Regions from separate parts of the Sus scrofa genome. Here region 2 is linked to region 1. The links are chromatin contacts, called in public HiChIP or PLAC-seq maps. All regions are on one chromosome and are shown on one strand. Each heading gives the region's core, a stretch centred on a gene start, on an enhancer-like site or on the middle of the called end of the contact. The rest is flanking DNA. Distances are from core to core; before and after follow the strand shown. Region 1 holds the start of HEXIM1 (protein HEXIM1). Region 2 holds the start of GRN (granulin precursor).

What was found. HiChIP or PLAC-seq counts read pairs in DNA pulled down with a chosen protein or histone mark.
Region 2: an H3K27ac HiChIP or PLAC-seq map of alveolar macrophages shows a contact between it and region 1. The contact joins the promoter of GRN here to the promoter of HEXIM1 in region 1. A contact is called at or near these places in 1 of 5 promoter capture datasets (liver) and 1 of 2 datasets of contacts at active chromatin or transcription factors (alveolar macrophages).

What each region holds. Positions count from the first base shown.
Region 1 is chr12:18,267,324-18,272,167 of Sscrofa11.1, forward strand. It overlaps HEXIM1 (protein HEXIM1), which reads right to left and starts at 2,766. Exons shown (of 1, transcript XM_003131323.5): 1 at 1-2,766. The coding sequence starts at 1,128. The coding sequence ends at 82. It also overlaps a transcript of ACBD4 not described here.
Region 2 is chr12:18,896,748-18,901,876 of Sscrofa11.1, forward strand. It overlaps GRN (granulin precursor), which reads right to left and starts at 3,697. Exons shown (of 13, transcript NM_001044578.1): 1 at 3,681-3,697; 2 at 739-883; 3 at 489-614; 4 at 311-395. The coding sequence starts at 876.

The DNA of each region.
Region 1 (4,844 bases), core at 1,516-4,015:
GTCTTATATACACATGTATATAATGTTACATTCCATCACTGTAAAAAGTCCCCGTTGCCCCCTCCCCCCAAAAGTTTCAGCCTAGTCTCCAAACTTGGACAGCGGTGCTCGCTCCTGCTGCCTGTGCAGTTCGTTCTCCGTCAGCAGCTGGAGGTTCTCGGCGCGCAGGCGGTCCAGCTCCAGCTCCAGCTCCCGCACACGCGCGTCGTCGCCGCCGCCCAGCCGCTTGCTTTCCAGCCGCAGCCGGTTGTTCTCGTCCTCCATGCGCGAGAGGCACTTCTCCAGCTCCAAGTACTCTCTGATGAGCTCCTGCTTGCTCATGTTCTGCAGGCTCTCCGCGTGGTACCGCTCGTAGGTCTCCGAGAAGTCCCGCTGCAGAAACTCGCTGCCGTCTCCTCCCATTCCGTCGCTGCCCCCATCCTCCTCGCCTGCTTCTTCCATAAAGTCCTCATCGCTGGTGTCGTCGGATTTGGCAGCAGCCCGTTTGGGATAGAGGCCGGTTTTAAGATCCGGCTCCTCTTGGTCGTGATCATCCATGAGGAACTGCGTGGTGTTATAGGGAGCGACCGGCTGGCCCTTGGCGAACATCTCGGCTCGAATCCTGGAAGCTCGAAGGCTCTCTTTCTCGTCGAACTTTTTCTTCTCTTCCCAGGTTAGCGTGTAGTACGGTTTCCAAAGTCGCTTCTTCTTGGAGGGGCGTCTCCTATGTTTTTTCTTGCCCAATTGTCTCTGCTGCTGTCCCCACGCCTCCTCGCCCCCTGCAGCAGAAGCCCCCAACTTGTTGGCTTCGGGCCTCTGTTCCCCTCCCGCCGCCGGCGGGGGAGCTCCGCCAGCGGACAAGTCGTCCCCATTCTGGCCCTTCTCACCCGCTTCAGGGCAGCTGGATTCTGGGCTGACCTGGGTTTGCAAGGGAGGCAGCTGAGGCTCCTGGCTCCCTTCCCCCTCCTGTCCCGGACGGCCACCCGACTGGGGGGACGCTCTCGATTGCCACCTACTGTCCTCCTCGGGCACTCGCTCCTCCGCGCCTGGGGGGCGATCGGGGTTCCGCTCTTCATGTACAGCAGCGGCACCTGTACAGTTGCTAGTTTGAGGCTGGTGCTGATACTCTGACAAGAGTGGCTCATCCATGGCTAATAGAATCCTCTTCTCGAAGTTTGAAGAATTTTGGCTGTTAAGTCCTTAAAGAAAAAAAAGGTTTTTCTTTTCTTTTCAAAAATGTCCAACACAGTCCTCTTCGGTCTGTAATTCCTGCAGTGATGCCTTTAGCCAGTCCTTCTGTCAGCAAACTCCAACTGCAACTTGGGGAGTTCAAGTCAGTAAAGGGTTAAGCGCTCACAGCGCGGCCAGCTAGCGCGTCCAAGGGGGTGCAGCAGCAAAACAGTACGTAATGTGCAGAGGGGGTGGGCCTCAAGCCTCCCCGCAGCGCGCCCCGCTATCGAGGAGTTGGTGGGCAACGAGATGTTAAATCCAACGGGTTAAACCCAGCCCCGAAAGGGTTAAAACTACCCGATGACGCTGACTCCGAGGGGCTGGATCCACAAAGGGTTAAATCCCCTGCCGCAGAGCCCACAAGGGGTTAAAGTCCCAGAGCCACCTCCTCCCACTTCCACGGGTGTCGCTCCAACCCGGGCTCCCAGTTCCCTAGGCCCGGCCGGAGCCTCAACCGAGGACAGACAAACTCATCTCCCCTTTGGCTCGATGCTCTGCTCAGCTCAGTTCTCCTCCGCCTCCTCCTCTTTTTCCTCCCGCCCTCCTCCCCCTTCCGACAGCTCCTCTTCCGCCTCCTCCCCCGACTTCCCCTCCCAACCTGCCTCTCCACCTGCCAACTTCCAACTGCTGCCTCCCAGCCCGCTGCGCCCCTTTTATATAGAAGCCGGGCTGCCCCGCCTATGCGCATGCGTAACGGAGTCCCCATCCCTGGAAGCTGGGAGTCGTAGTTCCCATCTTTCAGGCCCGCCATCCTCGCGCGCCGTGCGACGTAGCCAATCCCAGGACGCGTAGGGGGCGTCTTCCAGGCCGTCTCCTTCCATCGCTTATCGCTCGCTAGAGAAACGTGGGTCACCATTGGCCAAGAGGCCCACGTCTCGCTGAGGAAGGAAGGCCAATCGCAGAGAAGATGGGGCGGGTTCTGGACCATACCATTCTGCTTCGGGAATACGAGAAGATTCCATGGCTATGAGGGCCCACACAGAATATTTTTATGAAAAGGTGCGTCTTAAAGGCTTTTTTCGTATTCTGTCCTCAGCGGAAAGGTTCTGAAGGTCATAAACATGTGTTAACTAAAGCAGGAATGGTTTACTCCTAAAAAATAGTCCCTAAAGTGCAAAAGAGGGTTAAATTCTATAAAGAGAGATATTGGCCCAAGGCTAATAAGTCTTAGATTCCTAAGATTACAAGAATGGCTTCAGAGTGTGTAGCTAGTGACTGGGATTGACATTTGCGGAAGGATATTGTGAACACAATTTGTGTTTTTTAAAAAAGCGCATGAAGAGGTAAACAAATGAAGAATAAAAAGTGCCGCCTTAAAGGGACAGTGTGACCGCAATCTCGGACTAGGCCTCCAAAGATGAGAAGGCAGGTTCGAGTCCTGGGTGACGTCCACCTTCGGACTGGCCTTGGGGTTCTTGGCCGAAAGTGGCGGAGTCCCAGCCCCAGCGTGGTTTTTTTCAGGACTGCCGCCGCCCCAGGAGCCAGTGCAAAATGGTGGGCCGTGACCGAGTCTCTAGCCTGAGCGGGGGAAACGCTGGGTGTGCATGCTGTCCGGCCCGGGGCGGGAAGGCCTTGCCCCTGCCCCCTCCCCCCTTCCCCCGTCCCCGGGGCCTCAGGTTCTTTGGAAGAAAATGGCCTCCTGAGGCCTTCTTGGTCTCTTCACTTGGGAACCGACCAGGAAATGCCCAGATAGAAGAGTGCAGGGCGGCTGATGAGCTGCTTTCTTGGGGGGAGGGGTTTGAAATTAATAAAGAGTTGAAATAATCAATCCTGGCTACGCAGAGAGAGAGAGAGCAAAAGAGCCACCAAGGCTCTTCGTCAGTGGGCGCTAGGCAACACCCTGAGGAAAGCAGAGCCAGAGGCTCCCCCAGGAGGAAGTCTTGCCCAGAAATGGGGGCAGGGGGATTCTGGCCCAGAACTATGGGCAGATTCATGGGGGTGGGAGGGACATACTCTCCTTGGGAAAGTTCTCCAGATTCCAAGCTCCCGCCCAAAAGATAGGGCCCAGAAGTAGCCCAAACTCTGTTCAAATCACTTAAGCCTCTCTGTAATCTCAGTTGGCCATACACTCAGTGACCCATTCCTACTATTTCTTACTTACAGCCTTGTCTTATATTCCAGCTGCTTTCCACTGCACAACGTTCTTTTACACACAGAACCATTTGCTCCACCACAGCCCTGCGGGTTAGGCAGAGTAGGGATTATTGTCTCTATTTTAGAGATAAGAAACCTCTTTAATGCTCAGAAATTAAGTGATCTGTCCAGGGTCACATGACAACTAAGTGGCAGTTTAGGCCAGAGCAAAGGTCTTTGTGACCCCGTACCATTTTTCTTTGTCACAGACACAAAACTCTTTTTTTTCGTATGAACTCTGGATTTAGTTCCTTTTTTTCTTTTGCACCTGCAGCATATGGAAGTTCCCGGGCCAGAGGTCCAATCAGAGCTGCAGTTGGGGCCCACGCCACAGCAACACCAAATCTGAGCCACCTCTGCAAACTAAGCTGCAGCTTGCGGCAATACTGGATCCTTAAACCACTGAGTGAGGCCAGGGATTGAACCCACATCTTCACAGAGAGGTACGGTCCTTAACCCACTGAGCCACAACAGGAACTCCTGGATTTAGTTCCTTTTCATCCCCAACAGCTTCAGCCTAATTTAGGCTCTTATTTCTTCCTTTGGCAATGATTTGATAAGAGAGCACAATGATGAATAAAGTATCATCCTTGCTACTCAGGGACTGTTTGGAGAGACGACCCAACCACAGTAAGCCAGAATAGCAAGTGAAGAAAATCCTGGTGGGAGTTTATGAGCCAAATTGCTTAGGAGTTGAGAATTGTGGACAGATTTCATGCAGGAGATGACTTCTTGGCCGTCTTTGAGTAGCATGAAGTAGGGCATTCTACAAAGCACATGCAACTTGTCCAAAGAAAGGACCTGTCTGGAGACTCGGGAGCTGTCCTTGGGGAAGCGATGACGGGCACGCCCAAAGGGAAAAGGCAAGCAACAGTGCCCCTGGGGCACCTCCAGATGTTTTGAAATTGAACATCCTAGCCTGTTTCCCTGAGCTTCCAAGAACTCTGAAAAGCCTGCCCCTCCTCTGTGCTGCTCATCAGTCGCAGGTGCCCTGAGAGCAAGAACTGCCCCTCATACTGGGAGCGCCCTGAGGTAAAGGGATTTTGCAGAGAACTCCACAGTCACAGTTTCAGACACCAGAGGACGCCTGGCTATCCTCAGTCAGGGGCTTTGGAAGGTACAGCTGAGCCCAGCCTGGTCTACTGGATAGGGCTCAGCTGCATGGGCTCATTTGTCCTATTAGGGGAGGCGTGGCCAGACTCATGGGTTGTGGAATTCCAGAATTCTATGAAACAAGAGGCCAGGCACCCTGCTATTAGCTGAGGTTTAACTCTTCGCCAGGCATTTTACATGTCCTGCTCATATAAACCCCTGGACTGCCTTTACAACGAAGAGATCCTCGTCGTTATTCCACAAATAAGGTGACCCAGGCTCAGAGCAGTTAAGAGTCTTGCCCAGGTCACACAGCTAGTAAGTGCAAGTGGTGGAGCTGGCTTCCGCCCCAGGCCCGCATCCCCAGCACCAGCCTGGACCCTCTCTCCCTCCCCTTCAGATGTCCATCT
Region 2 (5,129 bases), core at 2,447-4,946, 630 kb after region 1:
ATTCCGCCCATCAGTCCAGTTGCTGCTGGCACCTGGGCCTGCAGGCCCAGCTACAGGACTGGGGAGGCGGGGGATGGGGGAGCATTGGGGGGCGGGCACTAGGGCTCAGAGGAGCCCCCAGGCTCTCCTGACCCCTCCTCGCCCCAGTGCTGCCCCTCCGTCCAGAGCAGGGGGGCTGCTTAGTACAGATGCTACATGAATGAGGACATGAAGGCAGGAATCAAGGTCACCCCAGCTGGCTGGGCTCCTGAGTGCTCCAGGCTCTACGTGGTGCCCATCTGCCTGCCCTCCGCCCCCACCTTGGCCGCACCTGGTCTTCGGAGGCAGGACCACCCATCAGCACTGCAGTGGAAGCCCTGCGGGCAGCAGTGGAGGCCATCCCTGCATGACACGGCCTGAGGGACACAGAGATGCCTTCATTGGCGAGGCCCTTTTCCCTGGGGGAGGGAGAGACCTGAGCCCCACCACTGACCCACTGGCACCCTCACCTCTGGGAACGGGCAGCAGTTGGAGGTCTCATTGGTGGTGAGGATGCAGGAGTGGCCAGGAGGGCACTGGGCTTTAGTCTTGCAGGGTACGCCCAGATGCTGGCTCAGTGCCTTGGGCCACTTGTCCTGGAAGGCGAGAAGAGCGGATAAACCAAAGGAGCCGAGCCTGGCCCCCTCCTCTGGCCAATCCAAGGTGACTCTTTGGGAATTCCCAGGCCACCAGCTCTTGCCTGAGCCAAAGGGCACTCACCGGAACGGGATTGCAGCAGCTGTAGCTGGCTCCTCCCGGGTCCAGGCAGCAGGCCACGGGGCAGAGCTGACCATCCGGGCACTGTGTTCCAGCCACCAGCCCTGTCACCAAGGCCACCCAGCTCACCAGGGTCCACATGGTCCACCTGCAAAATAGCAAGAGGCTTTTGGCAACTAGCTTAAGCTCAGACGGCCCTTCACGCTGGAGCCAGTCACTCCCCCAGCCCCAGGCTCCGGCCCCAAGACTCCCCGAGTCCCCCCAGCTATACCCCATCCAGGCGGGAAGAAAGGTGTGGGGCCTGAGATTCAGCTTCCTACGCGTGTAGACCCGTGAGCATAAATGCTGGCCTGAGCACATGTGTGAATCTGTGTCCCCAGCATGTGGCTTGACACCTGAGCCTCCGTGGCTAAGTGTGCAGAGATGTGGGCATGTGAGAGTCAGGAAGACCCGTGGATTCTGCGGGTCTGATCTGTGGGGACATGGCCACCTCCCAGGGGTGGGGAAGACCTCAGTCGCCGTGGGAGAACGGGGCTGGAGGACAAGGAGGGAGTTTCCACTCGAAGAAAAGTCGGAGTTCCGCTTCCCGAGCCGGCCCCTCTAGATGCCACCTTGTCTGATGCTGTGCTCACACCTGCACCCTGCTAAGTTCTGGTGGCCGAGAAGTGGGGGCGTGTGACGATATGGGAAACCACAGGGTTGAGAAAGTTGTGAAAAAGGAAGTATGGTGCCCATGGAGCCTGGGCTACCTTCCCCAGAGGCCAGCTACCACCTGCCCACTGACTGTCCCCTCCACACCCAAAGAAGGGGACACACAGGCTGGGTCAACCTTTGGGACCCCGGTGTTGTAAGGGCCCCCTAGTACCACCAGGCCATTTCAGAATGTGCAGACATACCACCCTCCCTTCCCCTGCCTCTCCCCACCCTGGAGCCGAAACCCGGCTGCAGGTGGAGACAGCCCAGGGCTGCCCACCCGGTGCCGATCTGAATCAGAAAAAGGAACCAAGCCCCGGTTTCTGAAGGAGCGCAGCCTCTCACTTCCTAAACAACTCTTCCCCCAAGCTCGGCCAGCCTTGTGGGGCAGGCCTGGAAGATGCGACTCTGCCTAGAGAGGCAAAATCAGTCATGTCTCTCGAGCCTCTTAGGAGCCAGTTACAACATGCTATGGTATTTCTTTACCATCTAAAGGAGTCATTATTATCTTTATTATTTTTTTTTCTTTTTTTTGCTTTTTAGGGCCACACCTGTGGCATATGGACGTTCCCAGGCTAGGGGCTGAATTGGAGCTGCAGCTGCCAGCCTACACCACAGCCACAGCAACTTAGGCTCCAAGCTGCGACACAGCTCACGGCGACACCATATCCTTAACCCACTGAGAGAGACCAGGGATTGAACCTGCACCCTCATGGATACTAGTCGGGTTTGTAACCCGCTGAGCCACAACAGGACCTCCCTACCTTTACTTTTCAAAGGAGGATGCTGGGGTGTAGAGGTGTTAAATAACCTGCCCAGGTCACACCACAGGCTTTGATGGCTCCAGAGTATATTATTCGACCTAAGTTCATTTCACAAGCGGCACCGTGGACAGTACCTGGGAAAGGACCCCAGACCCCAGGAGGGTAGAGGCCTGGGGTCCAAACTGAGAAGTGGGACAAAAGCACTTCCTGGGCTGGTGGACCAGGCAGGACAGGAACAGAGAGTGTAGGGGCTGCCTGGATACTTACCACACGCGGCCCCTAGTCTGTGACAGCCGCCACAGTCGCTCCCTGTCTCTGGGCCTTGGTTGCCCGTGAGTCTCTCTGTGTGTATACACTGCACACTACGAGCAGCAGGGGTTTGCACAATCCTCTCTCCCTCACCTGGCTTTCCTCGGTGGCCCCTCTCAGCTCAAAGACCACCTCCACGAGGCCGTCTCCTGGCCGGGTAAGGCTGAAGAAGCCCAGTCCTGGCCTGTGGCCCTTTCACGCTCTTCTCCAATGCCCGCAGCTCCCTGCAAGGCATCTACACCTGGCTCCACCTGCTTCTTGGGAGTCCAGCCTCAAGCCTCCTCAGACTTGTCCTGCTGGCCTGACTCAGGCTGGAGGGAGGGCCTGTCTGCACACACCAAGGACCACTCAGCACCCTAGTGATTCATTTATGCACATTTCCCTTCCTGGGCATCCTGAGGTTATGCATGCGCCGACCGAACACACATGCATGCACGCGCACGCACACTCAGGACAAGGGAGGGGGGAGGGGACCCGACTCCTCTCAGTAGGGTTCCCACGGTGCCACCACCACCGCACACCGCCAGCAGAGAGGGAGATCAGGAGCCTCTTCAGGCCCCTAAGCTCCGTCATCTTCCACTAGGTGGCAGCCCCCAACTCCAAGTGCCAGGAGAGAGCTTCTCAAAAGGTGAACCAACCCAGCTGCGGAGAGCCGGGGAAAAGTGACGGGGAGAGGCGGAAGTTAGCTTTTCCCACCCGCCACGAGAGGAAGTAAAGAAAAGCCAGATGCAACCCAGGGGTTCAATCACCACTCCCAAGTCCCTACGGCCTTTGAGGAGGCCACGGTCTCAAGCCCTACTCCCAGCCCTTTGAGGTCGGGGACCACCGGCTGGCGCCTCGTCTGCTCCCAGCCACAGCAGACACCCCCTACCAAACCACCACCAGCACCTGCCAACGGGGGCGGAGTCAGCTCAAGAACAGAGTGGTCCCTGCTTTAGGGGAAGGGGCTGCAGCTTCCGGGGTTGCTGGAGAAGGAGAGGGCCCCTTCTAATGGGAGTCACTGCAATTACTGTTTACTCCCCCTCCCCATAAAACTCCCTCCAGTGCATGGGAGTTTCTCTAAGGGAGTCTTTTCGTGTCTCCTCTCTGAAACTCCTGAGGACCCTCAAGTCTCCACGTCCCCTTGGCCGGGCCCCTGGGAAGGAGCAAGCGGGAGCGCTCCGAGGCCACCCCTCTTACCTGCGTCGCGGTCAGCTCTGGGCAGCAGCTGTCCGGCAGCTCACCAAGTAGGGCCCCTCGGCGCGATGGCCCGCCCACCTCAGTTTCCATTGGCCAGGTATCTGGACTGTCACGCTCCCATTGGCTACTCGTCGACATAAAGGCGGGGCCAACCTGGAATCCTGTGCTTCTTTCCTACTCATTTCACTCTCCTCCCTCCCTTCCTCTTTCACCCCAACCCCCCCATTTCCAGGGATCATGTGATTGGAGAATCATGTGACGCCCTGGCCGACTCTGCCAGGCTTCGAGTGTCCGCCTCGCCCGCCGACTCCTGAGATATTAACATCCAAGGGAGCTCTCGGTTAGAGCGTGCTTCCAGAGCTTTCGCAGGCCGTCGGCTTCTGGTCTTGGAACATTTGTGCATCCTGTTTCTATTCTGTTCAGTCAACTCGGATTTAATGCTGGGCAGCCAGGCCCCAAAGGGGGTTGAAGGAGAGTTGTGAGGGCAAAGATGAACAGCTCTCAGGCAGGCCCTTTCCTTAAGGTGCTCCCAGCAAGGGTGCGGTGGGGGTTGGAGAAGGGGAGACAGGCTCAGGTTAAATCTGATTTAAGGTACGAAGTCCTTACCTTACCTGTGCCAGATGCTCTAGGTGCGTGGAAGGGAAAGGAAGTAGGTTGGTTCTGGGCAGGGAAGAAGAGATTTCATTCCAACCTGAGGGCTGAGTTTTGAGCTGAGTCTTGGAGGATTTTAGGTGGCAGGTGGGGAGGGGTTGGAGAAATGGCCGGGGGGGGGGTGGTGTTGGGAGAAGCATCAGGAAACCAGATGGCAGGGGCAGCCTTGAGCAGGGATCGAGGGCCAAGTTCAATGTAGTGGACTTGAGGAACTGCTGGGGGTGTGGCACCCGGCTGGGCTGGAGGTGGGTGCGTAGCCAAAGTGGCTTCCTAATTTCAGTGGTCCCTGCCTCCCAGGAATTGATATGCTGCTTTTTCAAGTGTACCACATAGGACAGATTTGCCAGCAGCAGAAGCTAGACTGCTTGGTGCCCAGAAGCCCTGGCCTGGGCAGAGATGGGCAACGGGAAGTACCCCGAGAGAGAGGAGAGGCTCAGAGAAAGCCTGGTGCTGGGCCTTGGGGGAAGGACAGTGTTTGGTGGTGCCGAGTGGAGGGAGAGCTTGAGCCGAGGGTGAGGCTGGGGTTGGGGGACAACCAACCAAGATCCGGGGTGGTAGGGGTCTGGGTAGGGAGGAGGTGGCAGGGCTGAAGAATTGTGTGACAGTGGTGCTCTTCCTGGGACTGGAGAGGGCCCAGAGGTTCAGTAAGGCTCCTACTGAACGTCAAGACTACTCTGCACACTCGTTCCCCTTCCTGTGCATCTTTATGCTTCTGTGGACAAAGCGAGCACAGAGGGAGAGGAACGGGGGAGGGACAATATGGGGTAGGACATTAAGAGGTACAAGTTATTACGTATA